Regions from separate parts of the Mus musculus genome. Here all the other regions are linked to region 2. A link is a contact called in public ChIA-PET and HiChIP or PLAC-seq data. All regions are on one chromosome and are shown on one strand. The core of a region is the stretch at or near the end of the contact, and the rest is flanking DNA. Distances in the headings are between cores, read along the strand shown. Region 1 overlaps Dip2b (disco interacting protein 2 homolog B). Region 2 has its middle 14 kb from the start of Slc4a8. Region 3 has its middle 18 kb from the start of Gm52200.

What was found. ChIA-PET counts read pairs in DNA pulled down with a chosen protein or histone mark. HiChIP or PLAC-seq counts read pairs in DNA pulled down with a chosen protein or histone mark.
Region 1: an RNA polymerase II ChIA-PET map of memory CD8 T cells shows a contact between it and region 2, with 20 read pairs. The contact joins two enhancer-like sites.
Region 3: a contact with region 2 is called in a FOXA1 HiChIP or PLAC-seq map of pancreatic cancer cells. The contact joins two enhancer-like sites. A contact is called at or near these places in 1 of 39 promoter capture datasets (liver), 1 of 484 Hi-C or Micro-C datasets (pro-B cells) and 1 of 115 datasets of contacts at active chromatin or transcription factors (pancreatic cancer cells).

The regions. Positions count from the first base shown.
Region 1 is chr15:100,178,795-100,182,255 of GRCm38.p6, forward strand. It overlaps Dip2b (disco interacting protein 2 homolog B), which reads left to right. Exons shown (of 38, transcript NM_001159361.2): 21 at 2,515-2,642. Among named protein-coding and RNA genes, the nearest start is that of Atf1, 47 kb to the right of the region's middle. Within about 2 kb of position 1,632, at least 68 of the 459 cell types and tissues checked have an H3K27ac peak or open chromatin away from gene starts, as enhancers often do. A contact at or near this core is called in memory CD8 T cells, where this site is marked.
Region 2 is chr15:100,746,454-100,749,604 of GRCm38.p6, forward strand. No RefSeq gene overlaps it. Among named protein-coding and RNA genes, the nearest start is that of Slc4a8, 14 kb to the right of the region's middle. Within about 2 kb of position 1,263, at least 111 of the 459 cell types and tissues checked have an H3K27ac peak or open chromatin away from gene starts, as enhancers often do. A contact at or near this core is called in memory CD8 T cells and pancreatic cancer cells, where this site is marked.
Region 3 is chr15:101,335,205-101,338,243 of GRCm38.p6, forward strand. No RefSeq gene overlaps it. Among named protein-coding and RNA genes, the nearest start is that of Gm52200, 18 kb to the left of the region's middle. Within about 2 kb of position 1,692, at least 94 of the 459 cell types and tissues checked have an H3K27ac peak or open chromatin away from gene starts, as enhancers often do. A contact at or near this core is called in pancreatic cancer cells, where this site is marked.

The sequences.
Region 1 (3,461 bases), core at 382-2,881, 570 kb before region 2:
GAATGAGCTAATGTTTTCTGCGTCTCTTGCCTAAGTTTCTGTGACTCCTACAGACTAAGGCTTCATATGTATCCTATATTTTTAAACATTTCACTTATTCTTACTACTTTTCTTGATTTATGTTAACATGCTCTGAGAAGTTAAGAGGAGGGAGGGGGGAAGGTTACTTCGTAGCCAAGGGAAACTGAGTGGCGAATGTAGAGAGTGTTTTCTTTTTCTTTTTTTTTTTTTCCATTTTTTATTAGGTATTTAGCTCATTTACATTTCCAATGCTATACCAAAAGTCCCCCATACCCACCCACCCCCACTCCCCCTTTTTGGCCCTGGCGTTCCCCTGTACTGGGGCATATAAAGTTTGCGTGTCCAATGGGCCTCTCTTTCCAGTGATGGCCGACTAGGCCATCTTTTGATACATATGCAGCTAGAGTCAAGAGCTCCGGGGTACTGGTTAGTTCATAATGTTGTTCCACCTATAGGGTTGCAGATCCCTTTAGCTCCTTGGCTACTTTCTCTAGCTCCTCCATTGGGAGCCCTGTGATCCATCCATTAGCTGAGAGTGTTTTCTTTTCTTTTCTTTTTTTTTTTTTTTTTTTTTTGGTTTTTCGAGACAGAGTTTCTCTGTGTAGCCCTGGCTGTCCTGGAACTCACTTTGTAAACCAGGCTGGACTCGAACTCAGAAATCCGCCTGCCTCTGCCTCCTGAGTGCTGGGATTAAAGGTGTGTGCCACCACGCCGGGCATGAGAGTGTTTTCTTAAGGATTCTCAGCAGTGCCCACCCTGGGTCATTGTAAATTCTTAGAAAACAGTTCGTTACCTGGCAAGTGTTATTCATGGTAGTGGTCTAGAGAGACAAGGACCCAAAAGCCTGTTCTCAAGGCACATACTGAGCCTGAGCAGGACACAAAGGCAGCAGAGAGCCAGGCTCTGATGGCCAGTGGGTAGGGCAGTGGCGAGCCATGGGGTAGTCACTATCCTGTCAACTCATACCCTCCATCTGTCGATGGCTCCTTCCTGCCCATCTCCTCCTCCTCCTTCTCCTCTTCCTCCTCCTAGCGCTCAGCTCATGTAAGAGCATGTGACACTGAGCCCTTAACACTGCAGTGCAGCTTCAGCTGTCTCAAGAGCCCAAATCTTGAGCGAGCTTGCTGCACTGCTATTGAGGTCCAGGACCCAGCTCCAACCGTCAGTCTGAAACAGATAGACTGTTGTCCGCTCTCTATGAATGATCCCCTGAACCCCATGTAAAGGGTCTGGTTGTGTCTGGCCTGAACCAGTCCCATGGTCAGATCTAGCTGCAAGGAAGATGAAGATGGAAATACCATGTCAGCTAAACAGCCTCACTGTGAAAGATTTGGAGAAGCAGGCATCCCTTCTCTCTCTCTTTTTTAAGGATTTGTTTCTATTATGTTAAATGTATATGCAAGTCTACATGCATAGCAGTGTTGGAGTTAAAGGAGCTGTGAGCCACCAGACTTTGTGCTGGCAGCCACACTCATGTCCTCTGCAGGACCAGGACATTCCCTTAGCCGCCTCTCTCTCCATTTACCACCAGCAGACTGTTAGAAGTGTGTCCCCTCTGGCTCTGGCGTTGTGGAGTTGGCTGGCTTCCTCTGGCACTGTGGGTAGACCAGCAGCTTCCTGTGCATTGACATTCTGTTTTTCTGGCTTAGCCCAGTCATTGTGTGGCACTACACTGTGCTCAGCAAGAGTGACATGCTTGTGGAGGTAACTGCCAACTCGAGAGGACATGCGAAGGGCCAATGGACCCAGGGGCCTGCTGCTCTGTTGTCCAAAAATCTGCAGGGTTCTTAGACCTTCTTGGGTATGTGTTTCTGATCTTGCCAATGGAGACAGTGTTACCCTTGCGAGCTCAAAGCAACTATTCACACACTAAAACCGTTGGCTCTCTCTAGCTCCAGGAGCAATAAAGTAACATTTCTCTCCCTGGTATTCACCCTGTGCCAACTACAGAAGAGCTAATGCACACCTGTGGCTGGAAAAGGGAACTCTGTGTGTGAGCACAGTTTCTCCCCTGTGAGAGTGAGATTTCCCCTAAGAATAAATAGGAACGGATTAATCTCTTATAGACGGTAAGACCTCAGTGGGTGCTAGCCAGATGCTCAGCAGGTAGAGGCGTCCCTGGGACCCATTGGGTGGAAGGAGAGGACAGTTCCTGCAAGTTGTCCTCTGAGTCACAGCGGGCAGTGGCCTGCCTGTGCCCACACACATGCACACAGATCGAGCCTTTTAAAGACTTGGTGGCTTTAAGATGTGCTTTTTTACTAATTCTAAAGAAAAATAATAATAAATCCCATAAACTATGACATTATTTTCTTTCGTATAAACACGTTTTTTGTGGTGTTGGGAGTTGAACTGTGTACATGTTTCACAGGTACGTTTCTTAGTGTTTGGTTTGGTTTTGTTTAGTGACATTTTCATGAAAACAGGAAATGTAAGGTGTCTGTTTTACCCTTTAAACTATGGAAATGAAGGTGAATCATTGCTAACTTTCAGGGTAGCTTGGTGTTCGTGGTTGGAAAAATGGATGGATTACTCATGGTCAGCGGCCGAAGACATAACGCCGATGACATTGTTGCTACTGGATTGGCTGTGGAGTCCATAAAGACCGTCTATCGAGGAAGGTGAGTGCTCTGAGATCCGTGTCACCACTCTGGGGTGATCTGAGCTGCGCTCTGTGGTTCTTCCAGGTGCTTGGGCTGGTCTAGCTTAGAGTGACAAAGCCCAGCTTTAAATACCCGTCCTGCAGCTGAGGCATGAAATGTGAGCAGTCTCAGAGTCTGTCAATGATTGTTGATTCTGAAGACTGAGGAGAATTCCAAGATAAAAAACATGACCTTCTTCAGAGATTGTGCTGTCCAGGCCAATATAGGTGGCTGCCACTCTGCGAGAGCAGACCTAAGAATCTTTCTCTCATTTCTAACTGAAGTGTTGTGTTTTCTATGTGGAGACTGACATGGCAGCTAAGTGCTGGAATTGTAGGTTCTGTAAACAAGGGCAGGCCTTCTCCTGTGCTTACTAATGCAAGGAAAGCGAGCCCAGCAGTTGTAGACGGTGTCTGTTAGGATGATTTCCACTTTGTTTTTACACAAGAGCACCTTCATACACATGTATGCTGTGCTTGGAGCCTATGCCACCTTCTCCCTCCTGTCCTGACCGTAGTTATGTACGAAGGGAACATCTAAAGACGTCACAGAAAACACCAGCTCCTGCATCGTGTGGTTTTCTGTCATGATGTGGCTTCCCAGGCATGGAGCTTCGTGGGCAGAGACCCACAGTCTGTGCTTGTAGCCACATCCGCAGTGCACAGCATGGTACCTAGCACAGTTAGCATCCCAGGGGGCAGGCAAGCCGGCATCATTGGCTCTCAGTTGTTTCAGTCCTCGTGCATTCAGTCAACAAATCCTCACTGGGTGTACTGCTTTTGGGGGTACTTTGGCAGT
Region 2 (3,151 bases), core at 13-2,512:
TGTCATTTTTTAAGATTAAAATGGGGAAAGGCAGTGAGAATTTTGGTTTCTTTAAAAACTCAGTTATGTTGTGTGAGTATGTTTTTGTTTTACTCTCAGGTGTGGGATAAGAGGCTGCTTCGCAGCAGGTGATTGTCATTTGCGTCATGCACTGGCGGGGCATACACTAGCTTCAGCTAGTTTAACTCTGGGGACTCTGGAGAGGCTATAAATGGGAGACCTGAGAGGCCCTGTGGCAGCAGCTGCTGCCCCTGCTGCTGCATTTGCTGTGGTGTTTGCTGTTGCTGGATTGCGGTACTGCTGGATATTTTGACGATGAAGATTGGATTTGCCCCCAGGGAACCCAACACCCTTAATAAACAGGACGTAGTCTAAAGAGGTCTACCCTCCCTTTCCCCTCTAACTTTCTTTCTTTCCTACTTGGTGTTGTAAGGGATTAGGGTGGAATAAACTTTGGAAGGGAATCAGAGATAAAAGGACACAATAGTATTTAAAACAAAACAAAACAAAAAAACAAAAACAAAGCAAAAAAAAAAAAAAAAACCCAGCCAACAGTCCACTTTGATTTTTGAGACAGGGTTTCTCACTAGCTTGGAACATACCAAGAACACTAGAGAACTTGTCTGCCTCCTGAGCTCCTGCTACCAGTGTGGCTCCTCCCACTCCTCCAGCCTTCAGGGTTCTGGGTTATCTAACTCAGCCGCTTATCATTGCAGGGCAAATACTTTAACCACTGAGCCGCCCTCAGGGTCTGACCTAACCCCCACCCCACCCCACCCCACCCCAGTCCCGGCTAGTCCCACCCCCGTCCCGGCTAGTCCCACCCCAGTCCCGGCTAGTCCCACCCCCGTCCCGGCTAGTCCCACCCCCGTCCCGGCTAGTCCCACCCCCCGTCCCGGCTAGTCCCACCCCCGTCCCGGCTAGTCCCACCCCCGTCCCGGCTCGTCCCTTTCAGAAAGAGTGCTTAAGCCGATGTGTGGATGTATTTTTCTCTATTCCCCGCCCCCCAACCCCCAATGGATTAAGTTCTTATACTGAGATCTTTGATCCATTTGGGGTGATTTCTGTACAGTATGAGGGGACTGTTTTCAGTCTTCTCTGTGTGGATATCCAGTTTTTTCTGGTGTTATTTGTTTTGAAGTTGTCTTTTATCTGAGTGTTTTATGGCTTGTTTGTCATACTAACGGCTGCTACAGCAGCACCCCTGCGAACACTGCCTGCCTGTCTGTTTTGGCTCCCGTATCAAGCTGTTTTTGTTACTTTGTAGTAGAACATGACCATACTTCCAGAGTCAGCCTTTTCATCGGACATTCGTCTATGGTGTCTATTTGTCTTTGGTGCTTGTTATCATTCCTTCTAGTCTCCGCCCCACAGTTACCTGGCAACAGCTCAATATAAATGGGGCTGCTTGCCCCTTCCTAGCTCTCTTACTCTCTGCCCCTTCTCTCCCTGCCGCTCTCCCTCTCTCCCCACCCTCCTCCTCCCTCTCTCCACGTCTTCCTGGCCAGTTCCACCCCCCCTCCCGCCTTTCTCTATCTCCCCTCCCTCCTCAACTCCCCTTCCCATGCCCTAAATAAACTCTGTTCCATACTATATCTGTTTATATATCTGGTACCTCAGGGGGAAGGGATGTCTTAGCATGGGCCGCAAAGGCGCCCTCTTCCACCTCACCATACCCAGCTCTAGCAAACATATCCTGGCGCTCTCTCTCGCTCTCTCTCTCTCTCTCTCTCTCTCTCATAAAACACAACATTGCTTATGCATTTTAGAATCTTTTTTCTATTTCTCAGAAGATTGGCACTGGCATTTTGATGAGAATTCCATTGAATGGTTGAAATTTGTTTGTTTCTAGCACTTCGAACTAAAAGAGTCTGACCAAAAATAACAATAACACCTATACTAACATTGCTCTTGAGAAGTCGATTACAAACAGTAAAGAGAGCCATGTACACTCAAGTTCAGGCCCAGAAGAGAGAAAGCAGGCAGAAGCGTCTTTGAAATGTGTCAGGAATGATTGATGTTTCCAGGGGCGTAGGAAAGGATCTTGGGAGCTGAGTGGTGACTACTGGACCAGTGTGGAAATGTTGCCAGGATGACCTGCTGTCCTAGGCTGTGAACCAAGCAAATTCCCAGGTAAGTCTTAATGATAGTTGGAAGTCCAGAGAGCTGGAGGCTTTTCTGCTGTGATCGGAGATGGTCTTCAAAACAGAAAGCAAGAGGTTGAGCTAGGACATCAAGAGTCTGCCTACTATAAGAGGCTGGGCCAGGACATCCAAGAGTCTGCCTACTGTAAGAGGCTGAGCCAGGACATTCAAGAGGCTGCCTACTGTAAGAGGTTGAGCCAGGACATTCAAGAGGCTGCCTAAGTCCCTGGGGGGTGGAGGATGGAGGTGCCCCTGCAAATGGCTGACAGCTAAATGATCCAACAGTGTCAAGAAGAAAATCTAGTTCAGCACAGCCTAGAATGGCCTGGGCTGGTTCAAAGCCCCAGAGTCTGACCCTGAGCGGTTTATTTTTGACATACTTCGAGAAAAGTTTCCTCCTGACAGTTATCACAGCAAAGCCTGAGACACACAACTACATCAAAACTCCTTTGCAAAGGGCATGTCTTTTGCAAAGCACGAGTGACCTCTTCTATACGAACTTGTTCTAGGGCTGGAGAGATGGCTCAGCAGTTAAGAGCACTGACTGTTCTTCCAGAGGTCCTGAGTTCAATTCCCAGCAATCACATGGTGCCTCACAACCATCTGTAATCCTCTTCTGGTGTGTTTGAGGACAGCTACAGTGTGCATAAAATAAATCTTAAAAAAGAAAAAAAGAAAGAAAGAGAGAGAGAGAAAGAAAGAGTTGGTTCTATTGCTAGAGAGACAACACTCGGGAGTCTGGAAGGTTCAGAGGAGGTCTGGCTCTATAGGTAGTAAAAGACCACCAGGCTATAAACACCACCCACGCCCAGCCTTTTTTGTGGAAAACAGGTGAAAAACCCTTCTCTGAGAGAGAAAATTGTGGGTGGATAACATTCCTGTTTTCTCTAGTGCTTATCTGGGAACCCAGGAGAACCTTGTGCCGTCTCTACCTCAGGGTGTGCTACAGGGCAATCTCTTGCTTTGAGAAATAACCGGCTCAATTTCTCTAGGAGTGCAGGCTCAGC
Region 3 (3,039 bases), core at 442-2,941, 590 kb after region 2:
ATAGCTGACTGACTTAAAAAAAAAAAAAGATTGGCTTGTATGAATGCTTTGCCTGTAGTAGGTATGTACACCGTGTGTGTGGCTAGTGCCCATGAAAGTCAGAAGAGGACCTTGAGTCCCTTGGAACTAAAGTTAGTTATGAGCCACCATATGGGTGTTGGGAGCCAGGCATGGGTCTTCTGTAAGAGCAACAAATGTTTTTAACCATTGAGGTACCTCTCCAGCTCCTCCCCACTTAAAAAAAGAGATTTATTTATTTATTATTATATCTAAGTACACTGTAGCTGTCTTCAGACACACCAGAAGAGGGCATCAGATCCCATTACGAATGGTTGTGAGCCACCATGTGGTTGCTGGGACTTGAACTCAGGACCTTCGGAAGAGCACTCAGTGCTCTTAACCACTGAGCCATCTCTCCAGCCCAGCCTCTCCCTTTTTTAAATTAAAAGATTTCTATTATATTTATCATTGTTGTTATTGTTAGTGTGTGTGTGTATGTAGCTCAGGAGATACATTTTGGGAGTTGTTTTTTCCTCCCACCATGGGCTTTAGGACTTGAGGCTCCATCTTGCTGGCCTAGATTGCTCAGCATTTTGAAATACAGTTGCCAGATGTCGGGGGTTGGGTGGGAGGTGGGGGTGGAAGGGTGGGTGGGGTAGAGGGATGGGGGATGGGGGTAAGAAACCCATGAGAACCAAGGCCACAGGATTGGGGGATATCAAGGGTGTGTGTGTGTGTGTGTGTGTGTATGTGTGTATCCATGCACACATGCATGGGAGAATATGTAGACCTCTGTGTGTGTGAATGGGAAACTGGGAAGGCCCAGGGCTGAGGTGCTGGCTGATCGCTTATAAAGTTCTCTTTGTTCACACAGAGTTTGGATCTGCTTATCTGAGAGGTGTTGGAGGGTCTAGGGCCAGGACCCAAAGGACCTATGGGGAAGACCTGTCAGGGTTGTGTGTGAGGGTGGGGGAAGGAGGAGCCTCACTAGTGAGTTTGAAGTGGATGAGGGTCAGGGATCAGTACTGGCCGCCTCCTGGGCAAAAGGTTTCCCTGAGCCATAGTAGGGTAGTGGAGACATCGTGGCTAGTGTGGTGGGTGAGTAGGGGGCAGTGAGGGTGGAGACTAAGAACCTTGGCAGGTAAGAGGGTAGAGGTCAAGGAATGCCTTTGTAAGCTCCTGTATTCATCCTTCCCACCTCCCGACCAGCAGGAACTGTCTAATGAGTGATTGATGAGGGTGGTGGGACCAGGGGAGGCTCTCTGGGACTGGGGTACAGGTAGCATCCTCCTTCTTGTGCTGAGACTCTCAGGTCCATAGCAGCCTGCAAGGGGAGGTTCCATTTCAGCTTTGGGAAGCTCCTTCCTTGTCCCGGGCGCGGTGCCCTGGAATGCTGTGCTCAGATGTGGCGGCACCGCCCGCGTCGCGTCCAGTCCCGTCCTGTCCCGTCCCATCTTGCCCAGTCTGGGCCGCCCTGAGCAGCCTCCCTGCCCAGGCACGCGGACCACCGCAGGTGGATACCAGGTGTCTACAGGAACAGAGGTTGCAAGCTCCGCCCCGGGACCTGCCCTCTGCCATGCCCCCACAGGGGTACCTGAGGCTTAGCACCCCGACTCTGTCAGGGTCTCTGGCTCACTGTTTTAGTTGGTGGCTTCTCTATGGGAAGGAATCCTGGAGGCATGAGTCATGCCCTTACTGCTTTTGAAGCCTCCCATATTTCCGGCCTCAGTTTCTTCCTGTTAAGAGGGTCACGATCCTGGCTGCGGTTGTGCTAATCAGGAGAAAAAAGGCTTGTCTGTGCTTCCGTCCATGCTCAGCTCCTTACAAAGGGTCCTTTCGTAGTGTCTTAATCCTCCTTCCTTCCGTGGGCTGTGGTTTTCAGGCTGGGGGTAGAGAACTGGACTGTATTGAAACAGAAACCTTGGTCTGTGCTGGTAAGCTGGTCTGGCCTTTCCTATCTGGAGGCTCTAAAAGGAAGCTGGGAGCAGGCTAGAGGGGCCTGAGGAATGCTTACCCAGGCCCCTGCTTTTCTCTGCTCTTGGCCTGCAGGGCTGAGCCAGAGTGGCTATGGGCAGGCACCCACCAGGCCTTTGGAGGTAGAGACTCAAACTAAAGAGCAATCTTAGGTAGCATAGTGTGGTGGCCAGAGGGGAGCACAAATGTTATCTTCATTTGACAGCTGGGTAAACTGAGGCTGGAGTTCCTCCAGGTAGGGGCCTGAACTAGATCCTGTGCCAGTACTGTTCCCTATTTCTGTCTCCCATGGTAGGCAGGTGTAATGTCATTACCCAGATCCATGGCTGGCTGCGATAATGCTTCCCCCTGATCCACCAACCTGCTGGGAAGTTCCAGAAGGGACTCTGTTATTTCTCAGGTTGGCCCTGGAGAGCTGCTCCTTCCAGGAGAGGGAGTTCCATGAATTTAGGGTACATGGCCCCTCTCCCCATTTTTCTCCCATTTCACCAGCTGGGCAGTGTACTTAACAAAGCTCAGAGGGAGAGGTCTACCTTTGTCTGCTAATGGGGTTTGGTCAGCCTGCTTCTACTGCTTCTAAGCTGTGTGGCTTAGGCCCTTTCTCTGCCTGGCCTTCAGATTCTCTCTTAAGATGAGCAGGCAGGGTACACTCATGGTTCTGGGATGTCACCCCTCGAAGGAGGGCTGTGCCCTAGAGTTAAGGTGAGGTTGCCCAGTTAAGGTGAGGTGGCCTTGCTCATTTATAGAGGGAGATGGACCAATGAGGGTAGTACTGGCTATCTTGTGGTCCGTTTACTTCAGAGGACAGATGAAGAGGTGCTGGGCATGCCATCATGCCTGTCAGAGCATTAGGGGAGGGTCTCCGACAAGTCATTTGGGACCTGGTGTGTTGGGAGTGTTGTGACTGATATAAAGCCTCCAGGGGGTGGCCTTGAAGCCCCATAGACCTTGTGACTGGCTTGATGGCTCTGTGGCTCTGTGTCAGCACATGAACCATGGTCCTTTTCCTCTTGACACAGGACAAAGAACTCCTTTCCTCTGCCATAGGCCATAGGGTATTGGGAG